Linked DNA regions of Drosophila melanogaster: region 2 is linked to region 1. The links are chromatin contacts, called in public Hi-C maps. All regions are on one chromosome and are shown on one strand. The core of a region is the stretch at or near the end of the contact, and the rest is flanking DNA. Distances in the headings are between cores, read along the strand shown.

The links. Hi-C and Micro-C count contacts between places; a contact is called where the count stands out from the background.
Region 2: a contact with region 1 is called in a Hi-C map of the Kc167 cell line, with 2.1 times the contacts expected there. The contact joins the promoter of lncRNA:CR46090 here to the promoter of CG31365 in region 1. A contact is called at or near these places in 5 of 107 Hi-C or Micro-C datasets (the Kc167 cell line and the S2 cell line).

The regions. Positions count from the first base shown.
Region 1 is chr3R:23,124,105-23,128,729 of dm6, reverse strand. It overlaps CG31365, which reads left to right and starts at 2,308. Exons shown (of 3, transcript NM_170050.2): 1 at 2,308-3,468; 2 at 3,535-3,668; 3 at 3,729-4,625. The coding sequence starts at 2,388. The coding sequence ends at 4,433. It overlaps CG31457, which reads left to right and starts at 749. Exons shown (of 2, transcript NM_170051.2): 1 at 749-1,625; 2 at 1,685-2,149. The coding sequence starts at 950. The coding sequence ends at 2,022. CenB1A (Centaurin beta 1A) reads right to left here. Exons shown (of 10, transcript NM_079734.5): 10 at 4,513-4,625. It overlaps hh (hedgehog), which reads left to right. Exons shown (of 3, transcript NM_001038976.1): 3 at 1-561.
Region 2 is chr3R:23,331,394-23,336,018 of dm6, reverse strand. lncRNA:CR46090 (long non-coding RNA:CR46090) reads left to right here and starts at 2,216. Exons shown (of 1, transcript NR_133438.1): 1 at 2,216-2,515. The region is part of intron 3 of pnt (pointed); the gene reads left to right.

The sequences.
Region 1 (4,625 bases), core at 1,059-3,558:
CCTGGAAGAGCGATCCTGATCCCAACGATCCTGTATTGTATTATATCCTGTAGTTATGTATATGCCTAATGATTGATGTATTTCAATGTTGAATATCGTTAATAATCGATCGATACTATTTATTTACCACCACAAATCAAAAACCCACACACAAAACACCCCACCCAAGCGATAAAGCAAAGAGCAAATGAGTATGAAATCAAAACGATGCGAAACGAAATGAAAACACTGTTAAATGTCCTTGACTTATTGTTTTTGCAAACATTTTAGCTGTAAGTAGGCAATCCTCGGCGCAGATCCTAAATCATCCTGAGAAAATCAATCGGCAAACTCCCGGAGAACACAGACGACTGTTACTGTATATTATCATGGAATTGAATTGCATAATTTATTGAGGTGCGGCGGCGAGTTCAAGCCCTTTGATATAATATATATCGTACTTTGTATATAGAAGAAGCATTATAGTGACTGAATATCTTATTGTAATTGTGTATATAATACTTAATAGTTAACTGCGTATTTATACTTAATATTTAATGAAATATAAAGAAATTGTTTGATAAATGAATGTGTGTTATTGCTGCATTTCAGGTTATTCAAATGAGCGCTATAGTATCGTTGTAAAATTTTGACTATTTGAAATTCTCCCGCCAAGCGCCTTGCTGAAATACGGGCACATCAATGGCAGAGCAGCCAGCCTTGAAATACTAAAATGCATTCTCTCAACCGCATGGCCACACTGAAAATATCGATAACAAATCGGCTAGACTTGTTGATGTTTCCTAGTAGGAAATTCCTCCGCTTCCAATTTTAGTTATTTGTCTTCAAATGTTTTTTTGTTTCATATTCTAAACTGGTTGCTTGGAAAGATTGCTAGATTGTCCATCATTCCGAATCGTGCCTAATCAGGTGTCCGGCTGCCACGCTCCGAATTGCCTTGAAATTCAACATGAATGTTTGTCGCCTGTGCTTGTCGAAGGAACCCAATTTCCCCGTTTTCGGTGCAAATGGATCGACTGCTCTGCAGATAATGGTCTGCACATCGCTGGAGATCGAGCCCGGCGACGGTCTGCCACAGCACATATGCACCATGTGTCGGCTGCAACTGGAGGAGATGCACTGCTTCCGACGACGCTGCCTCGCAGCCGATCGCAAATTGAGGCGCCACAAGGCGTTGCAGCGGCAGGGTGTCAAGTCGCAGCTGAGTGAAGTGGAGGAGGAGCGGGGCTCCGGGGAAGGATGCACGCAAACTGGCTGCGCCGAGAACAATGCCCAGTGGCGCCAGCAGGCCGCCCAGCTCATTAGCAGCGAGATCGACGCGTATAAAAAGGAGCTGCTCAGCACTTGCAAGCAAGCTGTGCGGGCGGAAATCGAGCTGGAGCTGCGGGCGGAACTCGAAGAGGTCATCATACCCGAAGCCAAGCAGCAGTTGCGACTGAGCGTTCTGGACGACGTGTTTGTCGAACTGGAACGGTACTTTGTGCGCAAGCGCAATGAGGCGACCTATGAGATGAAGATGAACTTAAGCAGTCCGCTGCCTGACGAACAGACCGCTGGCTTCTACGAAACAGACATGGGCCAGGAGCTAAGGGAGCAGAGCGATAACAGCGTGGTGGAGTTACTGGGTAAGACCAGCCCACTTACTTTGCAATTGCACGACTTATATATTTCTCAAATGTAATAGACGATGAACCAGAAGCCAGCAGACAGCCAGCTGCAACGCCACTAGTTGCTGTGCCCATGGTTGAGATCAACATGAACGACCCGCAGCTGAGTCATCTGCGCAACGACTATAGCAAGGACACCTTTCTGGGTGCCAACACAACTGCCTTAGAGGATGTAAAAACCCCATCGCCGTGTCGAAAGAAAGTGCGCTTTATGAGCCCCAAGCAGACGACCGATAACCTGTGCCGAAAGCACAGTTCCTTCAAGACAAAATGCAGCAGTTCGTACGCCGATTTCAAAAGTTGTGTGCGCTGTCGTCTAAGAGGAGCGGATAAGCTAAATAACACCGTGACGTAGCCACGTAACAACGAATTTAGTTTAATCCTCTATATTATAAGAATAGTACCTTTTTTTGTGCACGCATATTTGACTAAGCCATCACCTATTTTAATTGTCATTGTATTCTATTAAACTTTAAATATGCACATTCGGTATGCATTGGATTTGTATGAAAATCAATACCTTTAAACCTTACATTAATAAATTAAGTTATGATACGTTTATGGGCCGTATATATCAAATTGTTTATTTACGAACAGTGTGACTGTATTGCTTTCGTTTCGAGAGGAGGTATTTTTAGCGAACCTGTCTGCGGTCACATTGCTTGCGATGCAGAGACGCCACCGAGTAAATACGTTGATTTACCAAAAATAGACGCCTTCATGGATGCACAGCCGTCGTATCCCGATTTGGCGACCCTGTGCCGCCTTTGCCTCAAGGAGCACCAGGATGCGTACGCGATCTTCGACGAGGACGACACCCAGCTCTCGATACCCGTGCGCCTGATGGCCTGCGTCGCACTGGACGCCAAGGCGACGGATACTCTGCCGAAGAGGATCTGCCAGGAGTGCCGCTATCAGCTGGAGAAGTCATTCCTGTTCCGGCAGCGCTGCCAATGGGCGGAGAAGAAGCTTCGCAAGCATATCCGACTTCTGGGTCTCGGGAAGCGAAGCCGCGTCTTCTCCAAGGATCCGGACGATTATGACGAGGACGAGCTGGAGTTCGAGGACTCTATTGCCTTCATCGAGGTGCAGGACAAAGTGCGCAAGCTTGAGGACGAAAAGTGGCGAGAAGATTTTAAGGAAGAACAGGCGGCGGAAATGCACAAACGGCTGGTCAAATCTCGTCTAGAACTTCGAGCGAAACTGACCACCGAACTGCGCAAGGAACTAGCGGAGGAGGTGCGCAGTGAGGTTCGCAAGGAGCTGGCCGAGGAGGTGCGCAGCCAGGTTAGAGATGACCTGCGAAACGAGGTGAGCGAGGACATAAGAAAAGAGCAGCTGGCCATGCTGTTGGGCGAATTGGAGGTGTATCTTACCGAGAAAAAGGCCGGTCGGTGGGAGTCTTTGGATGGGTCCGAACCAGAGACCAAGCCGCAAGTCAAGGAAGATGCCTCCCCTTCTAGGTCAAAAACTAAAGCTCTTCCAAAGCGACGACCCAGCTTGGTCGACGCCAATCTAAAGGCGACAGAGGCCAGGAAGGATGCAAAAGAAGAGGAATTCATATTGGGCTGCAATACCGACCCCGCAAATAATAGCGATGTAAACATAGATGGCCTCGAACTGGACGAGGAAGTGCCCGCGGAAAGCGGTGAAGACTTCAGGGAAATCAACATGGTTGGATCAGATGTAGTGCACACAGACAATGGAGAGATTTACATCATAAACTCTGCCAGCTCAGAGGATCAAAACCAGGACTCCACTCCCGAATTTGACCAGGACAACGGAATCACCTCCTATAACAGTAAGTGGGTATAATTTGGCAAAAAAAATGTGAAAAAATTTTCATTTCATTAAATTCTTTGCTTAGTCAAAGAAGACGGCGAAATTCAGTTCAGTGGCGAAAAGCCAGAGGAAATCGAAGACGTGGTCGTGTTTAATCTGGGCGAGGAGATATCTCAGGAGCAACAGGTCTTCAGCTTCCATGAAAATGTCATTATAGTGGTAACTAACCGTGTGATTTTAAATTGAACTCGAATTCAACTTGGATCTTATTATCTGTAGGAAAAAGAACAGAACGATAGAGATGAGCAGACGCCCCTCAAACGAAAGAGATCGAGTGAGTTGGTGTTCAAGCAGGAGTCCAGTTGTCCTCAACCAAAAACCGGTCGAATTACGGACACGGTGAAGTCGTTCCAGTGCCATTTGTGCCCGGTGGCATTTCCTACGCAGAAACTTCTGACGCGCCACCACAACACCCACATTAAGGGACTGAAAAGTGGAAAGGGCGGCACGCTCAAGTGTCCCAGCTGCGCACTGCAACTGTCGTGCGCCAGCTCGCTCAAACGCCACATGATTATCCACACGGGCCTGAAACCCTTCAAGTGCAGCGAGTGCGAACTGTCCTTCTCCCAGCGCGAAGTGCTCAAGCGTCACATGGACACCCATACGGGAGTAAAGCGCCATCAGTGCCCCCAATGCTCGAGCTGCTTTGCCCAGAAGTCCAACCTGCAGCAGCACATTGGCCGCGTGCATATGGGCAACTCTCGGACGCACAAGTGTCATCTGTGTCATCGTAGCTTCAATCATGTTTCGGGCCTCAGTCGCCATCTGGTCACCCACGCTGGCGTCATGTTCTCCTGCAAACAGTGCGGCCGTCAGTTTAACGATCGCAGTGCGGTCCAGAGACATGTAACCACAATGCACAAGGTGAAGAACAAGCTCACAGACTACATATCCGAGACGAACGAGTTTCAAGCTGTGGCCTAGAATAGTCCCTGGACATGTTTTACCAATACACCGCAGATTGGACCACCATGTTTTACACCTGAAGAGACCAACTTTGATTGATCTGAATATTTTACAACTTTATTCGCGAACCTAGAGTGCTCACAACAGTTGGCACCAAAAATCATCAACATGATAGCGTTAAAACATTTAGAAACATGCAGCATTAAACAG
Region 2 (4,625 bases), core at 967-3,466, 210 kb before region 1:
AAAAAGTATTTATGTATTTATGTCTTATCGCTGCGTAGAGATCAACAAAGCGCAAACAATTTCAATGTCAACGCAAACCCAAGACTAAAGTCAGTGCCCAACTAAATATACAAATGTGTAGTGTACGGAAGGGTGGACCTCAGTTCGCTGTAAGAATGGGGATCGTAAATGTGTAAGATGGTCTTTTAAATTATCACTCATACGCAGTGGTGGCACGGCTAAGTTGATGCTATAAATTTAAATAAAAAATAAATTTAAATAAAAAATAAATTTATATAAAGTATTAAATTAGCGTACTGAATTGAATAAGCAGTTTGACTGGCAGCGTGGGAAAAGTTTCGAAAAAGCATTGCTCATACGCAGTGTGGTACTACTTGGCTAAACAGACGTAATATTTTGGGTAATTAATTTGGCAGTTAAATTTAAGTTTCTGGGAAGGTCCACCCCATTGGGCCTATATATAGTGGCACATACAGCCCTACATCTCGGTACATGTATTTAGACATATTTACAATTCATACACACATACAAATGTACATATGTATGTGGGACCCAGGCGAATCCCTTAGCGAAAACAACTGGCAGCCTGAACTTTTCGCTCGTCGCTAGAAGATCGCGGCCATAAAATGGCAACAGAAACAAAAAATAAATATAAAATCACAAAAACTAAAACAGAAACAGAAAGGCGAAAAAAACGGGGGGGAAAAAACATGCAAAAACGGCGACAACTGCGCAGATGCTGAATGGAAAATGGGGATGGCACATAAAAAAGGGGAACATCGCGGGCCAGAAGAAGCAGAAAAGATCGGGAGCCAGGCACGTAAATTTAGTTTACATTATGCGCACGAAAGATACACTTGGCATAAGGGTCGCCCTGAAATCTAAATGTACTTAAAATGCATAAAACCTTGGGAAATCGTTTATTAAAAATATAATAACGTAATCATATTGTACGTTTAAAACCATTTCGGACTCCTGCAATTGGAATGACTAAAACAGTGCAAAAACAATTTTTTCTTAGCAGAAATAAAAAAAATCCTTTTTTTGCAAGTGTATGCAAAAGGCTGCCCTTATTTTAATTATACGCGCACACAGATACAAAAGTACACTCACGCACGCACACTCACACGCCGTAATCATCTCTCATTAATCATAAACTTTGAAAATAACAAGAAACAAAACGAAACGAAATGAACCAAACGAAACAATAAATAAAGCAAATTATATTTTCGCTTATTAAATATGTGCGCTATGATTTGTATAAAAAGTAGAAAAAATATACAAATTCTCTTCACAAGGAGAGTGGGAGAGTGAGAGATCGGGAGAGCCTAACGTTGACGCTGGCAGCGACGTTGACTGCGCGAGCCCCACAACTTTCATTCATTTTGCTGCTCATTTCATTCATCCCCGCGCTGTCGACGTCGCTGCCGGCGCCGCTGCTCCCCAGCGCTCTCCCGCTCTCAAATTGGGGCTCCCGCTCTCCAAGAAACACGTTCGTTTTCATTCATACTCGCCAGGCAGCAAAAAACAACAAAACTAGTTGGTTCTCGAATAATAAAACGAAGAAAAAAAAACAAAACGCAAAGACAACCAAAAAAGAATTAAAATGCAGTTGATGAATGGGGGAATGGAAATGGAATTGGGAATGGGAGTGGGGATAAGAGCCAGCGACGAGTGGATCTTGTTGCCGCTGTCTCCCCTTCTTCCACGGCCATTTGTTGTTGTTGTGGTTGCTTCCTCTGTCATTGGGGCTTGATGTTTGTTTCCTTCCTTTTTTGCGTGTGCCTGCATTGCCCCGTCGCCCCCTCCCCTCCTCCACTCCACCAGTGCTCCTCTTCCTTCTTCCTCTTCTTCTAGGCTTGTTCCTGCAAACCGGCTCTTACTCTTCTTCTTGTTCTCCGGCTTTGTCTTTGGGGCTCCTCTTTTATCGCTGCTCCAGCTTCTCATCTTCTTCTTCTTCTGTCGCTGCCCGTGGGCGCGTCGACTTTGGCTCGAAATCCAACTGCAGTCGTCGTTGCCTTTTTATACCCTGCAGTGTAGTGTAGGGTATTATGGTTTAGTTGGGATTTTGCAACCAAGTCGCTGAAATTCTAAAAAATCTTGAAAACTAACCTTAACTATACTTTTAAGAATGTTTAAACCAAATTCGTATTGAACAAAAGCCTTTGTTTTTCGAAAAATCTAATTGCCAATCTACTATTTTGTTAAATGTTTTAATACCAGCAAGGGTATCTTAACTTCAACTACAAAATGTTCTTCGCCATCCCAGTTTTGTTTTCATTGTTTTTGTGTATTTGCTTTGATTTTTAGCTGTTTGCTCTTGGACCAACTACTTATTTATTCATAATTTGAACTCCCCCCCTTCCCACCATTCCAGGCACCACCCCCTTCCAGACCCCACTCCAACACTCCACTCCACTCCCCTCCTCTTCGCCAACACTCCACGCACAATTTGTGGGCAGCTGCTGCATGTGGAAAAATGGAAAACTGGAAAACGAGTTGCCAACACACACTTGCTCGTGTTTCTGATTTTAAGTTTTTGTTTTAATTTCAGTTTTTTGTTACCTTTCAAATTTCTTGTTCACAGATCTTTTTTCCCGTCTTCTGTGGTTGTCGTTGGTGTTTTTTTTTTGGGGTTTTGGTTTTTTGTTTTTTTAGTTCGTGGAACTGCTGCGTTAACAACTTATGTTGTTGGTGTTGCGGTTGTGCTGCTTCTACAATTTTTCATTCATTCATATTCAGAGGTACATACATACATATATGTACATGTGTGTGTGTGAGTGTGTGTGGATTTGTGCGTTTGTAGTGGGCTATATCGCCTGCTTTATATTTCATATGCACGCCACTTTGTACTCACTTACTATTTGTGATTTTCGTTTTGTTTGCTTATTTTACTTGCCTTTTTATTAATACTTTTTTTTTTTATTTTCCTCTGTCTTGCCTTTTGTCGGGTTTTCGCCTGATTCTGCTTTATTCATTCATAAATTTTGATAGCCCGACGTTGATTTTTGTTGTTGTTTCGCCTGGAATTAATCGCGCGAGAACTTTTTTGATTCATTTGAATTGAGGCCTTTATGACGGTATAATTCGGTGCATTATGGCATTCGTTTTAGCACCAATGATATTTCCATATTTTTTTTTCAATTTTATGCAGCTAATGCTTGGGTAATTAGTATTCGAACTTATTGCTGATTTATGAATGCAAAATTATGAATAAAGTTAGGCTGAGTGTTAAAATTATGCCATTTATTAGTATGGTAATACGAAAAAATTACAATTTTACAATTCAAGTTGTAAATTAAGTCTAGTACATGTACATGTGCCTAATTTCTCTCTGTGTATATATTCAAATATGTAAATAGCTTACAAAAGACATAGAGACTTTATCTAATCACGTTCCCTCAACGTTTCTATTTCCATACCCATTCATTCACGGCGAAAACAATGTTATCAAAACAAAAGCGCGTTCCTCTCTTTCTATTTACACACATATGTATGTACATAAATGTACCCATTTTTTTCTGGCTGTGTAGAACGGATGTGTCTAAATTGAGTGCATCCCATGGACAAATTAGCAGCATTTATTGTAATAGTTGTAGTTGTTGCTTCTTGGGATTTTCCGAGCCGCTATAAAGCCCAGTCCATGGCTAATCAGCACGCTCCGAAATGTTGTAATGCCGCAGAGAAAGGGCGAGCATAAAAAAAGAAGCAGCAGCAGAAGAGTTAATATAGCCATAAACAACTGACCCAGCACAATAATCAGGGTGACAAAACTTATCAGGCAACCCTCTCACGCGTGCGACCTTCAGCAATTTGAACTTTACCAAACGCAAAACTCACTTTCCAATGCTCCAAACAACTTGGAGCTCAAGAAATAACCAATGAGTTGGACGAAGAACAAATATTTGTGGCTGGCTGATAAGAAGTGCTCGTTATCGGTGAAGGTGGGTGTTTTTGGGCGGCAAAGGGCAAAAAGGGGAGGGTGGTGTAGCAGACACTCTAATATTATAATGCACTTAGCCTACACCTTGAAGTATCGGAAACTAAAAAGACACAAGAAGCACTTCTCAATTGTTGGTTACCAAGGTAACAAGATGATAGGGGAATGTAAACTTACACAAATTGGTTGCATTAAATTAACTATTAGGTAAGGGTATTTGCCAGACTGATATATTAAATTGAACATTTCATTAGAGAAAAAGCAGCACAGCAAAATAAATTCTTTTCTTATCAGCTTTCTGTTTAATAATTTCTATTTTGGGATTTGCTTGTGTCGTAAAACTATTGGAATAAATGGAATATCAGTTCCTTATCAAATACACTATGTGCTGCATAAATATGAACATATACATTTAAATAAATGGTTTTTAAGTATAATAAACATTTGCGTATTTTGACTTAACTAATTGACTTTTGTTTGTTTTATTTTAAAAGCGGGAATAGTTTAATTAGTTTATCAAAACGTATTTTTTTGTTTTATACATGATTTCTACATGGCTTAGTAGCGACACCTGGCGGACAGTAGCTAGCTAAGAGTGTATTAAAATATTGCCTACTTTTAAGCGCCAATTGGAAACTGAATACACAAAAAACAATTGCATACCATGGGGAATACTTAATTAGAT